2 separate regions of the Anser cygnoides genome follow, and region 2 is linked to region 1. Evidence: chromatin contacts called from public Hi-C data. All regions are on one chromosome and are shown on one strand. Each heading gives the region's core, a stretch centred on a gene start, on an enhancer-like site or on the middle of the called end of the contact. The rest is flanking DNA. Distances are from core to core; before and after follow the strand shown. Region 1 holds the start of ADSL (adenylosuccinate lyase). Region 2 holds the start of ATF4 (activating transcription factor 4).

Evidence for each region. A called contact is a pair of places that touch in the nucleus more often than the background predicts.
Region 2: a Hi-C map of liver shows a contact between it and region 1, with 2.4 times the contacts expected there. The contact joins the promoter of ATF4 here to the promoter of ADSL in region 1. A contact is called at or near these places in 2 of 7 Hi-C or Micro-C datasets (both in liver).

What each region holds. Positions count from the first base shown.
Region 1 is chr1:54,818,528-54,825,384 of Taihu_goose_T2T_genome, forward strand. It overlaps ADSL (adenylosuccinate lyase), which reads right to left and starts at 3,461. Exons shown (of 13, transcript XM_048069931.2): 1 at 3,219-3,461. The coding sequence starts at 3,374. It overlaps TNRC6B (trinucleotide repeat containing adaptor 6B), which reads right to left. Exons shown (of 25, transcript XM_066995966.1): 25 at 3,885-6,857.
Region 2 is chr1:55,330,463-55,337,319 of Taihu_goose_T2T_genome, forward strand. ATF4 (activating transcription factor 4) reads right to left here and starts at 4,074. Exons shown (of 3, transcript XM_013181070.2): 1 at 3,852-4,074; 2 at 2,573-2,884; 3 at 1,112-2,056. The coding sequence starts at 2,786. The coding sequence ends at 1,203.

The DNA.
Region 1 (6,857 bases), core at 2,211-4,710:
TTAAAATCTCCTGCCTTGCCCACACATCCATGATCTGTTTTGACCACAGTATGTACTTACTGACAGCCATACGGAGAGGGAAGAAAGAATCCCCGAGAAAAGGGACTACTTGTCACAGGAGTACATGCAAGGTAGGTCAGTGCCAATGCAAACACTGTTCTCATGTGTCCACAAATGTCGTGGGAGGTCTCTTCCCCATGACTTTTGGCCAATATTGACAGTGCCTCAGGGAGAAAGTAATCAGATCTCCTTCAAATGAGTCTACCTAAGAAAACTAAGTAGAAAAACTACCTAAAGGGGATCAGAGGGTTTCTCTAAAGTGCTAACGGTCAGCGATACCCTCTCTGGGTTGTGCTTTTAAAGCGTGATTCCTCCAAGGCTGTTCCAATGCTTTGAGGTGCTATTAAAACAGCTATGACTCTTCATTCACCCTTCTTCCTTGAGGGCAGAGCAAAGAAGGAAGGTGATAACAGAGTAACTACAAACAGAATGAGAATACTGGACTGCTCATCTAACAATGAATGCATGACAGAAAAATACCGAAATTTAAATTGGACAAAAAAATAGATTGAGAGCTACTGCAGATGCTTATATTAAGGAGAGAAAACATCCAGATTCCACACAGTAAGTTTTTACTAGCCAGTTTGATGCTGTGGGGTGTCCACTGGAAGGAAGAGCTCCATGAAATTTGTACTTCTCTTTCAAGTAATAAGTTGTTTAGGTCAAGAGCTCAAGGTTTGAAAAAATGATTGAGGTATCGGTGGGAGTATCATAATACAAATGAATTTACATTAAAACAAAACAAAACAAAAAAAGCCAGAGTTTTGAGATGGGCACAAACTCACACCCTTCAGCTCTTAACCCAAACTTCTGCTGCTGTCAGCTGGGAGGAGATTAGTTTAAGAAGCTCTTACTAATCACACGCTTTGAGGGGTCTCCTCTTTCAAACTCACGCTATTATCTGCTATAAGAAACAAAACACATACTGGAAGGATTTTCTGTCTAATCCAGTTCCCAGTGACACTGTTTTTCAGTTCTTATTTCACATACTCCAAGTGGACTACTCAAAAACTTTTCCCCTAAGTAGGATGAATATTGAAACCACTTACCTTGCCCTGTCCTTCACCTAAAACTTTAACTGAGCTGCATGCTCCCTCTTTTGCTACTTCCTTGCAACTGTCAGAAAACCTATGGTTAGATCTTCCTAATATTCTGATTTACTGCAAAATAGAGACTGCAGGGACTGGAGAAGCAGCACGTAAATGTCTTGAAAGATAGAGAGGATAAGTAGTGGAGTAAATTTGCCCATAGTTCATTCATCGTTTTGTTTGTTTGTTTTTTAATATGCCTGTAAAGAAATATTACGCATCTTCAGTATGGAACTTGAGGAAACTGCTTCTATCTATTGCAGAGTGACCGCTGACAGAGCTAACAGGTGCTGCGAGGAGCTGACTTTCATTCCACGACTGACATCAGGAGACAAACTCCTCTGGAACGAGGCGACTGATAAAAATAGCGGCATCCCTCCTCCCAGCATGAAAAGGGTGCTCAAGAAATCGCAAGATCCGTCTCTGCTTTCTGGGAACACAACTCTGTGGTGGAAAGAGGATGCAAAAAAGGAACAGGAGACAGGGATGTACACAGGGGAACCCCGAGGCCTGGGCTTGGGAGCAGAAATCAAGAAGCCCTTTGCTGGTTCCTTCAGCAGCTCCTTTCTCCTGTTGGGCAAGTTGGGTAAAGCACCTCATTTTCTAACAGTAGAAAGGCGATGCTTTATCTGCCGGAATTGAAGTGACTGTTAAAATTATCATGCTTTGATAAAAGGCTCCTTAAGCGTGCGTTCTTGGTGTGATGGGTCCTGAACTATGATGAGATGCGTGGTCAGTTCACAACAACATCTCACCCATGGTGATCACGGTACCTCAGAGGGATGGGGGCTCCTCTTTAACACAGCTGTACAATTACACCTTCATTCCAAAGCATCGCCTCTGGAGCGGTGTGCTGTTGATGAGGCCACAGCAGCAGTACAATCCTCAGAGAAGGAAGGTATTAATGGCTCTGGGCACTGCCTGCTCGTTCGCCAGCACCGCGCTTCTCTGCCCTTGCGCTGATAGCAGCAGCTTCACCTAGTGCTCGGATTGCCTCCTTACTTTGGAAGCGGGAACTGGAAGTTTGCGCAGAAAACAAAACAGATATTGAGCCTGGAAGCTATCCTATGGATTTGCGATGTTTCTTTTTTTCTGGAATACATCACTGTGGAAAAGCAGATCGGAATCTCCCTCTCGGGGTACGTCAGTGCAGTCACAAGGAAACAAGCTGGCACATCCAAAGAGATGACGGTCTCTCAAACAGGGCGTAATACTCGCATGTATACGTACCCCTGATTGGGACCAAATTCAAAATAAAAAGGCTTAGCTTAAACTAGATTTTAGAAACGCTGGCTCTGTAGAAAGCACCGACATAACAGCTGCCAATCCCACCGACGCGCTTTCAGTCTCTGCTTCCCGAGGGCTGAATCGGCACTGATCTTTTTGTGCTGTTGGGTTTTTGTGGCACCCTGCCTGTCAGGGGTTGCTAACCCAGCGTTCAGCCCGCTTTGGCCACCAGTGAGGGGATTTAGGGAACATGGGCCTAACAAACGCGGGCGGCTGCAGGTGAGCGGGGCGGCTGCTTGGCACAGACCGAGGGCAGCGGGGTGGGTGGGAGAGGGCAGCGCTTCTCACCGCGCACACCCCCCGAGAGCAAACAGGCACAGAAGGACACTGCTGTTTGCTCGGCAGGCAAAGCCAACAACCCCTGCGGGCCCCCAGAAACCCCTTAGCGAGGCTTTTGCCCAAAGGGGTCGAAGGGCAGGAGGGAGGGCGCGCAGCGTGGTTTGCTGGGTGAGGATTGCACACGCGGGGCTGTGCAAAACCTCAAACCTCGCGCGCTGCCCTCGCGTGCACCCAGGCAGCCGGATTTTTTTTTAATTATTTCCAAATTTTCCAAATTTACCCAGGCAGCCACCTTTTTTTATTTTTTTTTTTAAATTATTTCCAAATTTTTAGGGTCAGGATGAGGTTATTTCGGCCAGCTCCCTATTGCCCGGCAGGGAGCGACCCCAAACGCTGCCCTGCTCTCCGAGGGCACCCCGGGGGAGGCAGGGGGCGGGCGGGCGACCCCACCGGCTGCGGGACGGGTGCGGGGGCTGCAGCACGCCGCCCCCCCGGGCCCGTTACCTTCTCCGCCTGGGCGAGGAAGAGCCAGAGGCGGCGCCAGGTGCCGAACTTGTTCCTCTCGCTGAAGACGAAGGCCATCTCGGCGCCGGCATAGCGCGACACCAGCGGCGAGCGGTAGCGGCTCAGCGCGTCCTCGGCGCCCGCGGGGGTCCCCATGGCAGCGGCGGCACCGGGGCCGAGCGCCCGCCGCGGGGAAAAGGGCGCCGGGCAGGGAGCCACCCCCCTCCGGCCGATAACCCACCCCCCTCCCGGATAACCCACGCCCCTCCATGGGAGGCTGCAGGGAGGCAGCGCCACCTGGCGCAGGGAGGCCAGAACGAGAACGCAGGGAGCAAAATACCCCCCCCCCCAAATAACCCCCAAAATACACCCCCCCCCCCAAAAAAACAACAAAAAAGTACCGGAAGCCAAAGGGTTTAAATGCTTAGCAGCCAAACACATTTATTAGTCTTTTTCTCTTTTTTTTTTTTTTTTACTTTTTTTTTTCTCGTTTTTTTGTTTTTTGTTTTTTTTTCCAGGAACCCAAAAATATTTTGTAGTTATAATGTAAGCAACTGAGTTGCACATAATACAATCATATCTTTCAAAAAAAATAAAAATAAAATAAAAACGAAAAAAAAAGCTGTTTAAAAGCCCAAAAAAAAACCTTCAGAAAACTTATATATGTATTACACCATCTCTCAGTTTCAATGAAATGACGACGACTTAATTCCTTATTACTCTTGTCACACTCCAATAAAACATCACCCTTTTTGTTTGTTTTTTCGTTTTTTCTTTTTTTTCTCTTTTTTTTCTTTTTTTTTTTTTTTTTCTAAATCCAGCATGAGAAATACAGTACCTGCTATGGCAAAAATACACATAAAATGCAACATTTCAGCTTATTTGTACATTAGTAGAGTTTAAACATTTTATTGTTGGTTGTTTTTTTTTTTCTTTTTCTTTTTAAGTGAACCAGTGATTTTAAGTACCACTATACTAAAAGTAAAATAAAAATATAGAAAAGGAGGAGAAGGGGCGGGGGGGGGGGCAGCCAGCCATACGAGAGCACCTTGTAAAGTGCTGAGTTTCTGTGTCCATGGAAAACCCTCGGGAAAGGAAATTCAAAGAACTGAGAGCGTACGGGATGGAAATTAAGATGAACCCTGGCTATATGCAAGACACTGCGGCAACTCCTCTATGTCCTCCCCGTTTGTCCTGTGTCTGTTTGCTTTACTGCACGCTGGAGAAGGAGGGGAGAAACCAGAGCTCCGGTGAGAGTTTAGTTAAGAGGAAGCTATTTCAAGTATAAGAAAAAAAAAAAAAAAACAACAACACTTATAGGTAACTTGCGAAGAGCATCAATATACACAGCCACTAGTTTTATTATTACAATGTCTGCTTCTGGGGGACAGTGTTTCAGGCAAGAGGACTTGAGCTGTACCTTCCTGTTACCTAGTTATGTGCAAAGTAGAAAAGCTGCCTTTTCTAATCCAGCCAGTTTGGACATCACCGATTTTCTTGTTCTGCAACCCCCTCCCTTCGTTTGTCTTTTTTTGAAGAAGAAGAGAGGAAGGTGGCACTGCTTTACTACAAAGATTAGATGAAATTAACCTATTTCTCCATTCCTCTTCCAGACACACCCTTCTCCCATTGCCCGCTGGCAACGAGGAGAAGCTCGCCAGACGTCTGATGCCCACCGTGAGCCAGTTTCCTGAACAGGTAGAAGGCATTTACCTTTGTAAACATAATCCCTTATGTTTGTGGAACTCAGAGCAGCATTTCGCATCTCCAGCCAAGCGGTGGAGATCAGAATAGACCAGAGTGCTCCCCCCGTCACTGCTTCTCCTCCTCCCCTTCCCTCCCTCCAGGACGTTTACATTTGGTTACTTTCATTAGTTGTTTTTTTTTTTTAATTTTTGGTTCTTTGGGGGAAAATACCTAACATTTCTTCCAAAGTAAACATTACAGAGTTGTCATCAGCAGCCGCGCTGCCGTTTGTTCGGTTTTCTGAACGAGAAAGAAGAAGCATCGCGCCTCAGATCCCCCGCACGCGCCCCGCAGGCCGCGACAGAAACTCGAGGGCCGCGTGTGTAAACCCCACGGGTGCACCCGCATCGCTCCGGCTTCCTTCTCTGCAGGACCACTGCGTGTTTCGTCCCAAGTGTGAGCAGAGATGGAGCAGGTGGCATCTGGCAACAGGGATGATCCTAAGGCCACAGGGAGCAGCGCAGGACAAAGGACCGGGGAGCATCGGGGAGGTTTCAGACGTGGAAACCCTTCCCTTGGTGTTTCATAGGCCAAACACCCAAAGGCATGGGGGCTCAAATGCACACCCCTGAGGTGCACATCCACGGAAGAAGACAGAGTAACCACGGGGCTGGAGAGGGGAGGAAGTAGCAGAGGCTCCCCGACAGCCGCTGGGTTCGATCCCTTCCTCAAAACACTCCCGGAGAGGCTGTGGGAGGCTGGAAGGCGCGCGGGCAGCAGCGACCGTCACTCCCTATTCCTACATCTCGCTGGCAGCTGATGGCTTCTGCCGTGGAGCAAAAAAAACGCTGTACTTGAAGTGTCACTGACAACACGCCGAGAAGTTAGCTCAGGGAAGGGCTTCATGGGAAGCTGCTGTGCCCTTCGCTCCTGGAGCAGCACGGCTCTTCGTATTGCAGCCCCAGACCACCGCCTCCCCTTCATGGCGGCAGGAGGAGGTGAGCCCGATGGAGGATGACAACTAGCAAAAACTCTGTTTGAAGGCAGGGAGAAGCACACGAACGGATTCCAACGTGGAGATCTGGTGAAAGAAGCAGCAAGCTCGAAGTACTTCAAGTTCAAAAGTTTATCCAGAAGTATGACTAGAGACGTGTGACCTGGAGCAAAACTGGTGCAACGATACGAGGAAGAGCGGGAGGAGGAAACTGGCACAAAGGAGGAGCGTGAGTAACAATCTCCATCAACTTCTGTCATTTAGGATCTGAGTGTCTAATGGCTTCATCACAGAAAATGTCGTAGGTTCTCTCCCTCCACACAAGCAAACAATGTAAAAAGAACTGAGCTATCTTGCTGTAAGAACTCTTAATACTTCTATCATGCTTTTAATCTTTAAAGCACTTTACAAACATGTACTACTTGATCCTCACAAAACCCCTGTGAGGTAGGTAGGTATTATTATCACCCCTGTTTTCCAAATGAAAAAACAAAGGCAAAGAAGTTCAATGACTTGCCCAAGGCCAAAGGGGGAAGAATAAGGGCCAATGTTCAAAGTCAGGAGTTCCAGGCTTCTGGTCCTGTGCTCAAAACCACTATTCCAAGCATCTTTTTTTAGAAAGGAGACAACAGATGGAAGTGAAAACCTATTAAGTTTAGAAGAAAATGTTAAGATTCAAATAGTTATGTCAGAAGGGGAAATGTACCACGAGGTATTTTTGTGAGTTGAAACTTCAGATTTTTTTTTTCCATTTTTTAGAATTTTTTTTGTTGAAGGCAATCTGACAGAGTGGAACCCTGATAAGATCACATCTGCAAGGCAGGCGCAGATGCGAGAGTGATCATCAAGTCTCTTACTTATTACAGTACTGTGAACGACAACAAAAATAAAACTGCTGCATGAAAACACTGAATACAGGCAGGATAACCTCTTGGTTTATGGTATTACATCTAAGATAA
Region 2 (6,857 bases), core at 2,824-5,323, 510 kb after region 1:
ATTAGCAGGATACAGGTGCACTGACCATGGAGCTTACTGGATTTCAGAACCTCACAGAATGAACCAAACAAAAAATTTCCTAATGCTGCCATGAATGTATGCACACTAATAAATTTAATGCCTACAGGCTGAAACCACCCCGCTATGCAGGCTCCTACCTGCCATCTTTACGCTTTTTTTTTGTGTAACAGATACTGTCACAGCACGTTTTCCCCATTGCGTCTTTTCTCCTGACTCTCCAGGACCAGAGAATTGTCTCGCTTACTGCAGACCCCGACACAAAACGCCAGCCCAGGAGCCAGGTTGCAGCCTGTCAGCCCCTGCCCACATGCTGCTCCAGCACATCGGGGTTTTCACCAGCTGCGTGGCTTCGGTAGAGCTCAGCTGGCCTTACGGTCCCAACTGATCTGCTCACCCAGTGCTAGAAAGTTAAATTCGCGTTCACACCTCAGAACTTGACACTTCAGTGTCTGCCCGAAGAGGCCTCTAAGACTTTAACACTTAAGCATGTAACCATCTTCCAGTAAGTGTGCTCAGAGTAACCCCACTTACTCGGCCCAGTGACAACCCAGCCCAAGGACAGCTCCTACCTAAACCCCACCGGCTAGGGACAGGAAACTCCCTGCAGGTATTTTGTGCTTGTCTGGAGACCCACTGCAAGACCAGGAGAAACCAAGAAAGCTCAAAGCTGCCCTTATACCCAATCGTCTTCTAACAAGCTTTTCGTTTCCAACTTGGCAATCACTTTACCTTGTATGTACCATTCATCTACAGAAAGTATGTTAGAAGTCCCCTTTTCAAAAATCATCTTAACTTGTACTTCAAATGGTTCTTCTACAGGCTCCTAAATCGAGCATGCCTTTGCTACTTTAAATCTGTTTAGTGCAGTATGACCTCCCTTGGTTCAACAGTAGTTTGTGTGTTAGCTGTATGTGAATTGAGTCACTGCCTGAACAACCTGAAGGCACTTCCACACTTGATCGATTTCCTCATGTGGGACAAGCAGCATGGTTATCTAGGCCAGCATTATGAACCAAGGAGCCTGAATTATTTCATCTGGGTAATGTGGTGTAAGTTATGCTTTAGAGGAACCCATTTATCTCACACACAATTGCAAGTTTACTATAAAATAATTTATTAGACAGCAATACACAGCTTTAGCAGCAAGCTTATATACATGCACATAGAAACTACTGACTACCCTACTCAGGGACCCTAGCTCTTTTGACCTTGGCCTTCCGGACCTCTTCAATCAGATCTTTTAGGTACTGAATTTCCTTACTCAGGGAATCTGCTTTCTCCTTCAGGGCCTGATTCTTCTGCTCCAAGTCTCTGCACTCCCCAGACAGCGCCTCCTGTTCTGCCCTCTTCTTCTGTCGGTAACGCGTGGCAGCTGTCTTATTCTGCTCCATCTTTTTCAGTTTCTTATCTATTTTCTTTTCTCCTTTCATCTTTGCTGACACTACCTTCTCAGCAGGATGATCATAGGGTTTGGACCGCACAGAGCCACAGCTGGCATCTGCAGGGAACTGGTTGTCATTGAGGGATCCAAGTGAATTGGTAGGACTGTGTTGGGGTGTTCCCAGGTAGGAGTCTGGGCTCATGCATATTCCACTATCATCAGAATGGTTCTCCTCCTCCTTCTCAGACTTAGTGATCACTACCACAAAGGTGGGGCCCCCCTCCACTTTTCTTTCTCCTTCCAGAACATCCACTTCACTACCTAGTTCTAAACTAAATGAATGGTCTGGAGTAGAAGTAAGAGACCCTGGGGAGAGGGGAAAAGTCCAGAGGGAAGCCAATGGGGCCATTGGATCTGCTCCAATTGGAGATTCAGGGAGATTGGTGATTAGGTCAGGGATCAGTGGAGGTTCTTTGCAGTGAAATTCCTGGGTGGTAGGGTTAAATAGGAGATCACACGTGTCTTCCAACGTGGCCATCAGCTCGTCTGGTGAGACGGTGGCGTCCAGATGTTCCATACCTAACAGGGCATCAAAATCAAATTCCTTCAGATCCATCTTCTCCACCATCCACTCCATGCCAGAGAAGGCATCCTCTGAAAAGGGAAAAAAAACTTTTCATTAAAATGGCAACCAATATTTAAGTTTCTGTAACTTATCTAGGACACAAAAATAATTTTAACACTTCCCTTATTTCTTTTATTAGTATCAAAGAATTTTATTACCAACACTGGCTGCAGGGTACAACCTAAGCCCTAAGCTGTTCTGACATTCCATCCCTCTTACTCGAATACTCTAAGAATTCAAAGTCATTTGAAGCACACAAGCATGCTTGTTTCTTGTGACCTCTTCCAGGGAAGACTACTGTAACAGTTGGTATGTTATTAAAAAGGCAACAGAAGTGTCATTTTATCATACGCCAGTTCAGTAACCAGCAATTTTGTGTTGTGTAAGCAGTGCTGTACGGATGGTTTCCCAACCAAGGTATGTATGTGAAGTTACCTTCTCATTTATGAGAAGACTTGCAACTTTATTTCTGGATAGGAGTGTTCCATAATTTATTATATGCAATCGTAACTGATGCACCCTGCGCAAACAAAGCATTATCTTACCCTGGCTGCTATCTATGGTGTTGCCTAAACTGTCCACAGCGAGCCAATTGGAGGAGACTGCCTTAGCCTTGTCGCTGGAGAACCCATGCGAACTGAGGGGCTCGGCCACCTCCAGGTAGTCATCTAGGAGTCCCAGACTTTCCTCAGCCACCGAACACGGCTGGCTGAAGGGGGACGACACCCCCAACAGCATCTCGTTGTTCAAGAGGCTCATCTTGGTCAGTTTTTAGTGCTTTGATGTCGAAGGATGTGGATAAGCTGAGGGTCTTTTCGTCGACTACAGCAGTGCTGCTGTGTGGTGCTTTGAAAAACCTGCAAGACAGACATTTTTTTTTTTTAAATGCATCAGTACTTGTTCTGACACGGTAGCTTTCACAGAGAAAATGTCACTGCAGGGGGCACGGCGGTACACACTTGTAGAACTGCAGTTTTTGGACATGGCCAGGGCCGGGCCGGCCCCGCCCCCGTGACTCACGCCCGCCCTCCCCCCCCCCCCCCCCCGCGGGCAGCCGCAGCCATTTCGCGATCGCGCCACTTCCCCCTCCCCGCCCGGCCGCCATTTTGTGCCTGCCACGTTTCCACCGGGGCTGGGGCACCGCGCGGCTCGGGCGGCTGCCAGCGGAGAACATGGAAGGGGTTAACAACCCTTAAAAAAAAAATAAAGTAATCCCACTTACCAACTAGGGGATGGGGAAACTAATCGTGTGCCTCACGCTGCCTTCTAGTTCCCAGATGGCACGGACCACCCCCACCCCCCGACGATCAGGACGGACTTAAAGTTGTAGTATTAAAGGATTATTGTACTGCTGCCGACTTATTAATAGCTCCGTTTTATCTCCTCATAAGGCCAAGGATAGGGCTTATACTAAAACCCGATGCCTCATCTTCCTCACCTACAAAAGCATTCCCCCACGCTGAGTAAGAAATCCTTCCTGGGAAGGACTAGTCTTACTCCCACGGAGACCCCCCAATAAATGAGGAATTCATAAGGTTTTAAGAAGCTTTTTTTTCTTGAACTACGTGGTTTTTTTTCCCCATTTTCTTCTTCAATTCTGCTGTTTTTCCCAACATCCCCCAAGGTTAAGCCCACAGAACGATGGAATCCCCTTCCTCTCTCAAGCCTTAATCCCTACTTTTTTCCCCCCAAGGCGATATCGTTCATTATCATAGGGATGACAAACGCACCCCAGAACGTCACTTTAAGGAGGAAAAAAAAAGGGGGGGGGGGTAATCTAGCACTCAGGGGAGGGAACGGCCGCCCCTCACACCCGATACTCACGCCATGGTTGCAGATGCCAGGGATGTGCCGAGGCCGCCGCCGCTGCTGCTGCGCCTGGTGCACTGGCCGGTGCCGCCGCTGGCCCTGCCGCCCTTAGAGAGCCATGGCGGCCAGGGGAGGGGGGGCTGCTCCGCTCGGCGCCGCGCGGGGAGGCTCTGCGCGCACAGCCACCGCCACTACCTGTCACCTCGGGAGCACCCACACAATGAGGTGGCAGCTCCCGCCCGCCGCATTTATATAGGGCCGCGCTAAGCAGAACGAGTTCCGGACGTGAGGTGTCCTTCCGCCTAGCAGCGCTTGCTTCTCGCCAGCGCCCGCTAGCCCCTAGATTGACTTTTTGGGCTTCTACTCCGGCCGTCCTGCTATGAAATAGTCGCGGGAGCCACCGATGAGGGCTGGCCGCCCATCGCGGAGTAGCTAAATGGAGGGGACTATATTGGTGTACATCCGCGCCGCCAAGCGATGCGAAGTCACGTGACGGAGAGGCTGAGGGCGCTCCCCCCTCCTCTCGGGGACCGTCGGGGGGGGGCTCCCGCTCCCGGCCGCCAACAAAGACGGGGCGCTCGCCGAGCAGGCATCACGCGGGCACGGGGCGCGCTGATTGGCTGGCGGCGGCTGGTTCACGTGCGCTCTGAGCTGCCATTGGCTGGGGTCCGAAGGAGGCCAGATGGGGAGGCGAGGGGGGGAGGGGGGAGGAGAAGGAGCAGCTGGGCGACAAAATGGCGTCGTGAGGCGCTTGGGGGGGGGGGGGGGAGCTGATGGTTCCCCTGCCATTGTGCTTCTCGTTGGTTTCCTGCACCTACACTGACCTAGTTTCTCCAAGCACCGTCCCCGTCATTTCTAATGGCCCCTCTCGCCCTCCTCACAGCTCCCCTGAAGCGAAGAGGTGGCATGTTGCCGTGGCCTCCTGCTCCCTCTGATAAAGTGTGAGACAAGGGCAGCGCCGCCTCCCCTCCCGGCCTGCCCCCGCATGCTGCGCTGAGATTAAGATTATGGTTGTTTTGGGCCACAGGTTGTGTGTCCGCACGTGTGGCAGCATGCGTGTCCCTGACCCGACACTGCTACCCTCACGGCTATGGCGTAGCATCGACCTGGGGTGGTTTGTGAAGAGAGCTGTGCTACCAAGGAACCGAGAGCCTGAGCCTAATTAGTGCACTGAACCTACGCAAGAACTAACACTGAATGCAGTTATTCCCCAACTGGGAAACAAGAACTTTCTCCCCTCCCATTTCACATTGACGCAGTTGCTTCCCTCTTCTCTGTGCAACCATTACTCGGACCCATGTGAGCATTAATGGATCACCTACACAGCCTCACAGCTGTGAAAGGTAGCCTCAACTTGGAATGTTTTTAATGCACAGTTTCACGTTATGTTTTATCTGACCTAAATCAACTAGGTGAGAAGGCAGCCTTGCACCCCTCTACCTCCAACCCTGCTTATACAATTCTTCCAGCTCAGCTAGCTAACCCAGTACAAAATTCAGGGGGACAATTTTCTGCTGGTTTCAGTCCCCTCATCGTTTCATTCACGATACACAACCAAGAGAAATACAGCTTCAAGTGAGAGTTTCCATGTGTTCCCTCACTATGTCAGAGCCATCTAGCTTCAAATGGTTGCTTTTCCTTGTTGCCAGCCCCACAGCACGCCATCAGCTCTAAGAGTTAAGGTGGGTCCTTGCTTGCTCAAACATCACAGTCCTGTAGGTCAAACTCCTCCTGGCTACTTCTGCAAACGGCTCCACTGTTTTCCAGTTAGGGCTCGGTAGTATTTGTGTAAAGCCATGGCCTTCACTGAGTTTGTACAGGTGTAACTGTCTGGAACTTATTAAACAGCTTGACTAATAATTTGTGAAGACACATGACCCGGTTTCTACTTTTAGCAGTAAGATGTTACCATCACCACTACAAATCAGGGTATGTCACTTCACCTCTATAAACTGAACGCTGGCAGCTGAATGAAAAGGGCAATTTTTCCTCTATGTTGGGTTGTTGTATTTCTGTTTTGTTTTGTTTCTCTGGAATCAAGCACAGATTTTGAAGACTCATTAAAATGGAGGAGGCAGCAGAGGAAAATGCCTTCCGACATCAGAAAACACCACGATAGCAACTGAGTGATTTAAGATGACTGTTCTGACAAATGCACAAACAAGCAGGCAGATCTTGCTTCAAAGCACAATTCAGAGGATGCAGCAGCTTTCAGTGAAGCCCGGTGGGGGGTCGGATGGGTGGTTGGGTGGACAGCATCTCTCTGTCCTGACTAGCTAAAGGAGAGCTCTCACATCCCCCACCTTGCCTGCTTGCCTCTCCTTGTAGTGAAAAGGGTGATTGTACAACTGTAATTGTAGCTAAATAAACAGAAACGCTATACACATACACACCCTATCCTTCATCTTGAAAAGGTAATTACAGATTCCTGTGGAAAGGACTCTGGGTATGTGTGAGCAAGAATCACGCAAGCAAAAATGAAATATGCAATGAGGAACTTAACCCAGATCTGCCTGTTCCCTAGCTGCCTGGTTTCCATTTTGTGAGTAAATGCAGAAATTTGTCCGCGTTTTGAGTTCCAGACAGATTTTTTTTTTTTTTTACAGTCCCTAATCCTAGAAGTGAAATCAAGTAACCAAAGTCCAGCCATTTAGTGAACAGTGTATTTTTCCCCATTTTCTGAAGGACTGCACAATTAACTGTTCTTACATAATTTAATGAGATACATTTCTAATTCCTTTATAAATCGTGTCTCTGTGTTTGCAGATTTTACATCAGAGGTTTCCCCTTTGTAGCTAGAGTTTTTTGACTGAGCAAGAAGATAATTCTTTAAGCCCAATTAACAACTCCTTGGGAATTTTTGTACAAAGAAAATATTTTCTAAGCAGAGGGCTACTAGCTACCCACTAACTCATATGTCCCTTTCCAGTATAGCAGAGTATATTTATAGCTCAGACATTGTGGAGAGAAGTCTGATAGCTCTGAAGAAAATTGAATTTACAGCACAAAAACGGGGCCCCT